Linked DNA regions of Sus scrofa: all the other regions are linked to region 1. Evidence: chromatin contacts called from public HiChIP or PLAC-seq data. All regions are on one chromosome and are shown on one strand. Each heading gives the region's core, a stretch centred on a gene start, on an enhancer-like site or on the middle of the called end of the contact. The rest is flanking DNA. Distances are from core to core; before and after follow the strand shown.

Evidence for each region. HiChIP or PLAC-seq counts read pairs in DNA pulled down with a chosen protein or histone mark.
Region 2: an H3K27ac HiChIP or PLAC-seq map of alveolar macrophages shows a contact between it and region 1. The contact joins two enhancer-like sites. A contact is called at or near these places in 2 of 47 Hi-C or Micro-C datasets (both in embryonic fibroblasts) and 1 of 2 datasets of contacts at active chromatin or transcription factors (alveolar macrophages).
Region 3: an H3K27ac HiChIP or PLAC-seq map of alveolar macrophages shows a contact between it and region 1. The contact joins two enhancer-like sites. A contact is called at or near these places in 2 of 5 promoter capture datasets (fetal liver and liver), 30 of 47 Hi-C or Micro-C datasets (adipose tissue, alveolar macrophages, blood and 15 more) and 1 of 2 datasets of contacts at active chromatin or transcription factors (alveolar macrophages).

The regions. Positions count from the first base shown.
Region 1 is chr13:79,467,968-79,470,495 of Sscrofa11.1, reverse strand. PIK3CB (phosphatidylinositol 4,5-bisphosphate 3-kinase catalytic subunit beta isoform) reads left to right here. Exons shown (of 25, transcript XM_021069526.1): 15 at 861-982. Among named protein-coding and RNA genes, the nearest start is that of FAIM, 71 kb to the right of the region's middle. Within about 2 kb of position 1,260, at least 9 of the 83 cell types and tissues checked have an H3K27ac peak or open chromatin away from gene starts, as enhancers often do. A contact at or near this core is called in alveolar macrophages, fetal liver and skeletal muscle, where this site is marked.
Region 2 is chr13:79,219,372-79,221,899 of Sscrofa11.1, reverse strand. No RefSeq gene overlaps it. Among named protein-coding and RNA genes, the nearest start is that of ESYT3, 25 kb to the left of the region's middle. Within about 2 kb of position 1,264, at least 13 of the 83 cell types and tissues checked have an H3K27ac peak or open chromatin away from gene starts, as enhancers often do. A contact at or near this core is called in alveolar macrophages, where this site is marked.
Region 3 is chr13:79,674,457-79,676,984 of Sscrofa11.1, reverse strand. No RefSeq gene overlaps it. Among named protein-coding and RNA genes, the nearest start is that of FOXL2, 34 kb to the left of the region's middle. Within about 2 kb of position 1,269, at least 43 of the 83 cell types and tissues checked have an H3K27ac peak or open chromatin away from gene starts, as enhancers often do. A contact at or near this core is called in alveolar macrophages, fetal liver and skeletal muscle, where this site is marked.

The DNA.
Region 1 (2,528 bases), core at 11-2,510:
CATGAGGTTTCAGATTCTATCCCTGGCTAGCTCAGCAGGTCAAGGTCGCAGACACAGATCGCAGCTCGGATCTGGCGTGGCTGTGCCTGTGGTGTAGGCTGGCAGCAACAGCTCTGATTAGACCCCTAGCCTGGGAACCTCCATGTGCCAGGGGTGCGGCCCTAAAAAAAAAAAAAGTGCTTGTAATCAGGTTGAGCCCTGAAGCTAATATTCTTACTTTGAATTTTCCCGTAAGTATTTCTTGATCATTTCTCTCTGCTCTCTCCCTTCCCCCTTCCCCTCACCTTACCCCCCTCCCACCACCTTTCCTTCCTTTAAAAAAATTATTTAATGGGTAATGATTGTGGCATTCATAAATTCCAGGTAAGTAACATAATAGCTTGCTTTTATATACTTGCTTACCTTTTAGAATATTTCAACAGAGACAGTCTTTATTAATCTGTATTAACAAGAATGTATTTTTCAAAGAGTTCTCTTTGTGGCTCAGTAGTAACGAACCCAACTCATATCCTTGAGGATGTGGGTTTGATCCCTGGCCTCGCTCACTGGGTTAAAGGATCTGGCACTGCCGTGTGGTGTAGGCCATAGATTCGGCTCTGATCCCGAGTTGCTGCTGCTGAGGTGTAGGCCAGTGGCTACAGTTCTGATTTAACCCTTAGGTGGGAACTTACATATGCCATGGGTGTGGCCCTTTAAAAAAAAAAAAAAAAATAATAATAATAATAATGGACTTTTGATACCTCAGTAAACTGCAAGTTTGCTTCTCCTTTCTTTTGCTCCATCTCAGCTCCTGTGTACCAAGGAAAAATAGATCACTTTGCTAAATTTCTGAACCAGTTTCATTTTTTTTTTTTAAACAGCTTCAGGCACTACTTCAGATTTGGCCTAAACTGCCCCCGCGGGAGGCCCTGGAGCTTCTGGATTTCAACTATCCAGATCAGTACGTGCGAGAATATGCTGTTGGCTGCCTGCGACAGATGAGGTATCTCTTGCAGGTGGCTTTTTTTGGATCATGGAGTAACTTGTGGGTGGGAGGAGAAGTTGAGGTCTGCTTGAATGTCTCATAAGAAAAGAAAGGGCTTGGAATGATTTAGAGTTCGAAACACTTGTTCCCTTTCTCCCTTCCACTCTTTCATATGCTCAGCCTCTCATATTTACTTCATATTATAAAACAAAAAACAAACAAAAACTGGGTCAGCTGGTCCCCAATGTCACCCTCATGTTCCATGACTCTGAGTCAGGAAGAGTCATAGGACTCAGCATATAGTTACTCTTGGCTAATATTTATTACAACAAATGGATACAGAGCAAAATTGGGAAAGGGAAAAGATTCATGGGGCAAAGTCTGGAGGAAACCAGGCAGAAACCTCTAAAAGTCCTTTTCCTGTAGAGTCACGCTGAATACACTAAATTCCTCTAACAGCAGTTGTGACAACACACCCAAATATTGTCTACCAGGGGAGCTTGCTAGAGATTCGGTGGCCAGGGTTGTTTTTGTTTGTTCATTTGTTTGTTTTAGTGGGGGCGGCTAGTCTTACAAGTACCCTCTGCCTAGCATATCTCCAAATTCTAAACTCCTGGAAGGAAAAATGGGTGTTAAGCATAAACCATACTGTTTGCAAAAAACCAGTCTAGTCCCAGTGAGCCACTCTTATCTGTTAGGGCAGTGAGAAGCCTTCTGAAGTCTATGTTCCCAGATATCAGCCAAGGGCTAACCTTGTAAGCATGCTTTTTCAAAGAATAGCACTCAGGGTTGCTACTATGTTAACTCTTTCCTGTCTGCTACCCAGAATTAAGAAGTGTTAATATTTTGTCTTTTTTTTTAAGTTTGTATTTTTATACAATTAACATTACAGTTAAAATCCTCATAGTGTGCTCACTCAGTCCTGATACTTACACTTCCCAGAGGTAACCATTATAACAAATTTGGTGTGTATCCTTCTATACCAGGTTTTCCTTTTTTTACCACACTTATATGTCTATAAAATATAGATATAATATTGTATATATAAAAATCACATAAATGTGTCTTTCCATAAGTATTTTTTTTTAAATTCAACATTAGGTTTTTGAGATCATTCTCTCCCATTTCATATAAATGTAGTTTATTCCTTTCACTACTGTGTAATATTCTGTTTTGGGGTATACCTTATTTCCTCTATTTCCCTATGGAGAAACATTTTTAATTTTCTCAAAATTTCGTCATAACAAACACTGCTGCAGTGAACGTATTTGTAGAGTCCCTTTTGGGTAGTACATGTATGTGAATCAAGGGGATTTATTTAATGAAATGTCATTATTGAGGCAGTCTCAGACAAATGGCATTTTCAGGTTTATACATTTTCTTTCTAGCCTCAAAATGAGGGATTATACTGTATGATTATTTAAAAAAAACAAAGTTCGCAGAAAATTATGGATACTGTGACTTTTTTCCCTTCTTTTTAAAATAAATCATTTATGTTTTAAATTGTGTGATATCCAAAAGAAATTACACAAACTCTTCAATAGTGATTATTTTGGACGAGTGA
Region 2 (2,528 bases), core at 15-2,514, 250 kb after region 1:
TGTAGCAATTAGAAAACAGGAGAGAAAAGGTTGCTTTCACCTGGTAGAGAAATACACCATTTTCCTCAGCATGATGTCACCTCTCTGTTTCTGTACTACAACTTAGATGCATAAGACTTAGAAGCATAAGACACTGTCTTCCTATCCCATTGGACATCATGCTAGAGTAAAATATTGATGATGTCATGATGATCATGATGATCAAATCTGGACCTGGTCTGGGAATTGAGACCCCGCTTCAAGCCACTGCACACTGTAGCAAAAAACCAAAACCAAAACCAAAAACACCCAAACTGTTCTGACACCTTCCAGCATCATTAAGCAAGCCTTGCCTGCATGGTGCCACCAGCTCCATTTTCATAGGAAATCAGTCTACCTTTTCCTTCTCACCATACATATTTGGGGGATGTGGATGGCAATGCTGAGTTCTATGAAATTCCTCTCCCAGAGGTGACTCGAAGGGAAAGGAATGAACTTTTCACACTTTCTGCCAACATTTTATTTGAGGTTGTGAGCTTCCTAAAGACTCAGGGATGAGAGGCACAGACCCATCCCTCCGTATACCACACCGATCGCTTCCAGGCCTGGTACTTCCCTGGGGGGAGGGACTGGGTGTGAGCAGCCCTCCCCCTTCACGAGGTCACAGAGCCACCTCACCATCTCAGGGCAACCTCGCCTTGCCTCAGAACAGAAAGATTGTGTCGCTGCTGGAAACAAGAGAGATTATGAAATCTGATGATCTGTGAAGTTGTCGGTCACAAGTTGGGGTTCTATTCGCTAAGCAACTGTCATGAAAACATTACACATTTTCATCAAGATAAAGCCACAATAGCTTTGAGCACCATCATATGGGAAAATACCGATCACAGCCCTGGCAACCACCAACCGCACCACTGACAAAACACTTCAGCCCCTTGGAAATCATGGATTAGACCCACTGGAGCTCTGGCGAGGGATTTGGCAATGTCTGTGGAGAGGGATTCCTGTCACCACAGAAGAGCGCAGGCCAATGGGTCTCAGACTTCCCCAGGCAGCAGAATCACCTGAGGGCTTATTAACCATGGGTTGCTGAGCCCCACCCCAGAGTCTCTGACGTAATAAATCTGGGGTGGGGAGAATTTTTTACAAGTTCCCAGGTGCTGCGCAGTTACTGAGAACTGCTGGCCCAGCTGGGGGCTTTGGAATCTGCCCTGTCAATAAGCTCAATCTATGACTGAGGCCTGAGGGAGTCCCTCACACATTGTGTGAAGTGCTGGCTGCAGAGTGAACAGGCCAGAGGCCAGGGTCTTGGGCGTCTCCCAGGGAGCGGGTGTTTAGATCCAGAGGGGGGCAAGTGCTGGAGTTCACCCAACAGTTCCTAAGAGGGTCCACCAGCCTGGGCCTGTGTGAACCATTTGCCAAATTATGGTGAACTTGCTACACTCCGGATCCAGGGTCCCCAGGGTGTATGTTAATCTAGGTACAAGCGGCCCTGGGGGTGGGGGAGGGGGGCAGTCCCAGAGGGCAGGGCAGAGAGCAGGGGCAGGCGGTAGAGGGGCTGACCTTTGGCATCCCAGGACTGCTCTGCAGCTGAAACCAGAGGCCTTCCCTACAAACACGGTGAGGCTGGAAAGGGATCCATCTGCTCTGTGATGGTGCCCCCTGGTGGACAAGGGGGACACTGGCCCAGCTTCCCAGGAATCTCAAATAGGGACGGATAATACATTCTACTAGTAGTGCGGCTACTACTACAGAAATAACACTGGATGGAAGTGGTTCAGCGGTAATGCACCTGGCTAGCATCCATGAGGACGAGGGTTTGGTCCCTGGCCTCGCTCAGTGGGTTGAGGATCTGGCATTGCTGTGAGCTGTGGTACAGGTCACAGACACAGCTCGGACCTGGTGTTGCTGTGGCTGTGGTGTAGGCTGGCAGCTGTAGCTCCAATTAGACCCCTAGCCTGGGAACCTCCATATGCCACGGGTGTGGCCCTAAAAAGACAAAAGACGAAAAAAAAAAAGATAGAAAGAAAAAAGAACAGCATCTGTGAAGTATGGGAGATTATTCTCCGTGAATGCCAGCACATAGCATTCTTTGAATCATTTAACTCTCACAGCAGCAGGGGTCAATACTCACGAGTCCATTTTTTGGATGAGGGAACCCAGGCCCATAGTGTTGGAATAACTCTCCAAGGTCTGTGAGGAAGTGTCCTCTGATTCCAGTTTGAGGTTGGCACGGAGGACACCCTTGGAGTCCTGGCTGTGCCACTCAGGCCTGTGAGAACTGGAGAGACCTACTGAACATCTCTGAAGCACAGAATCCTCCCCTGAGGGAAGTTTAGTGTCCTCCTGGGGGCACAGTGAGGGCCTTGCTGCTCTGCAGCCCAGGGGTGCCATTCACATAAATGCCGGGTCAGGGGTGTGCCCTCCTACCCACCTCACCGGACTGTGTAACCCGGGCCCTGCCCAGCCCAGAGCAAGCCCTCAACAAATGGCATTTCAGCTCTTTGCTCAACAGAGAGGCGTCTCTGTCAGTGAATCCCACCTCCTAC
Region 3 (2,528 bases), core at 20-2,519, 210 kb before region 1:
GCCCAGGAATTCCCACGTACTGCCTGTGTGGCAAAAAAGAAAAAAAAAAAATACAAAAAAAAAAAGACACCCCAAAACACAAGAGAGAATCTGAAATAAACGTTGCAACTCTCATTAAAAGAGAAGATGTGGTACATATACACAATGGAATAATACTCAGCCATAAAAAAGAACAAAATAATACCATTTGCAGCAACATGGATGCAACTAGAGATTCACACAAGTAAGTCAGAAAGACAAATACCTTATGATATCACTTATATGTGGAATCTAAAATACGGCACAAATGAACCTATCTACCAATCAGAAACAGACTCACAGACATGGAGAACAGACTCATGGTTGCCAAGGAGAAGGGGGGGAGGGAGTAGGATGAACAGGGAGTTTGGGGTTAGTAGATGCAAACTATTACATTTAGAATGGATAAGCAATGAGGTCCTACTGTACAGCACAGGGAATTATATCCACTCTCTTGGGATTGACCATGATGGAAGATAACACAGAAAAGGAATGTATCCAAATGTGTATGACTGGGTCATTTGCTGTATAGCCAAAATTGGCACAACACTGTAAATCGATACTTTAATAAAAACAAATGAATTCATTTTTTAAAAAACAAAACAAAAACAAATAAAATTGTCTTTGAGAGAGCAAGAATCTGACAAGGACAGAGTTCCCTTGTGGTGCAGTGGATTAAGGATCAAGCACTGAAGCGGCTTGGGTCACTGCTGTGGCACTGGTTGGATCCCTGGCTGGGGAACTTCTTCATGCCCTGGGTACGGCCAAAAAACCAAAAACTGACAAGAACAACAACAACAGCAAAACTGTAATCATGTTATGCAAAAAGAGAACAATGAGAAAATTTGGGAACTGCCCCTTGCCTCTCCCCTGACTGCACCCCAGACTCCTCCAGCTGCCTCCAGTGTGGTTTCCAGCCCTAGAGGTGGATGGGTGAGCCCTACCAACAGCAGGAAGGGAAGGCTGACCCTAGGTTAACAGTCCTACCAAGAACTAGGAAAGAGAACAAGCAAACCTGCACTTCCAGGGAATACACACCTATGTTCCAGTGAAGGGGAGGACTTCTAACAGAAACCGTGAGGTATTTTCTCCGTGTTTTTTTTTTAAAAACAATAACTATGCATTCCCTTTATAATCATACATGCCTTGTCAAAACTAGAATAAAAAGAACAGTATAGATAAGTGGCGGGGATAGAGTACAGAGGAGGGAGCCCTCCCACTTGGAGCCCTCACACCATCCGTGAAGGCAGGAAACGAAACTTGAGTGCCAACATCAACAGGAACCATCCTGTTTTTGTCATTCCTCAGCAATTCAAACCCCGTCCCACCTTAATGTGCCTATTTCCAACGATCCAGGGCCCCAACCACTAAGTGAAATGGACCCGGGTATTCTAGGTTAAGGGCAGGGCCTGGAGGAGACACCCACACCAGGTTCCCTTGGGCCAAGCAGGCCCTAAAGGCGCGCTTGGGTTGCGGGGTGAGGGCCGCGGCCACCAGGTGGCGCCCTGATATCTGCTCGGGCGGCAGGCGGCTCTTTCCTACCAAAAGGGAGCGGGACAGGGGGTCCATCACATCGTGCCCGAGGGGACGCGCTTGGGGAGCGGGACAGGGGGTCCACCACATCGTGCCCGAGGGGACGCGCTTAGTGCCCGCGGACCGTGGAAGCTCGATCCCAAACCCAGGACAGGGTCGAGGGACGTCAAGTCCCACCGAGGACTGGAGGGCCACCGCCTCTGCCTTCTGACCTCGCAGCCCCTCGCCTTCCGGGAAGGCGAAGGAAGATGAGACCGGAGCTGGGACGAGGTAAAGCCAGGCTGTCCCCAAATAAGGGGACCTGGCACTTGAAAAAAGCAAATCTTGCGGATGACGCCATGGAAGAAGGCACCAGAATCTCGACCTTCCTCCCCCTTCCCCGCCGGCCCCGCCCCGAGCTTCGCCCTTCCCTAGCCCTCCTTCCTCTTCCCGTCCCGGGCAAAAGCAGAAGTGTCTGCAAGTCCGGAGGAAACGAGCCCGGGAGCTCCTGTGGTTTCCAGCGCGCTGGCAGGAGGGAGGCCCCTCTGCAGCCCCGCGCGGCGCCGACTCTGGCTGAGGGTGGCCGCCAGAGGGCGCTGTGGTGCGGAAGGGCCGCGCCCCTGAGATCAGTCGCTGTCCATTTTGGGTGCCAAGTGACCTTGAGCCCAGCGGCAGAGAGTCTCTCTTGGCCCCTAGATCCTGGTAGGATTCCTGTCGAGCCCTGAGGGCAGGCCCTCTGTCCCACTGGCTGCTGCACCTCCTACTCCTGGAACAGAAAAGAATAAGCACCATATTCACCAAGCATTGGTGAATGCTCCCGGGCTCTTGTGAGGTTTATGTTTTGTTGTTGGGGGGGAGGGGGGAACTGGAAGATTGACAGTAAAAAGTAGTAAATAGGAGTTCCTGCTCCGGTGCAGTGGGTTAAAAACCCAACAGCAGCGGCTTGGGTCACCGTAGAGGTGCAGTTTGGATCCCCAGCCCATCGCAGTGGGTTAAAG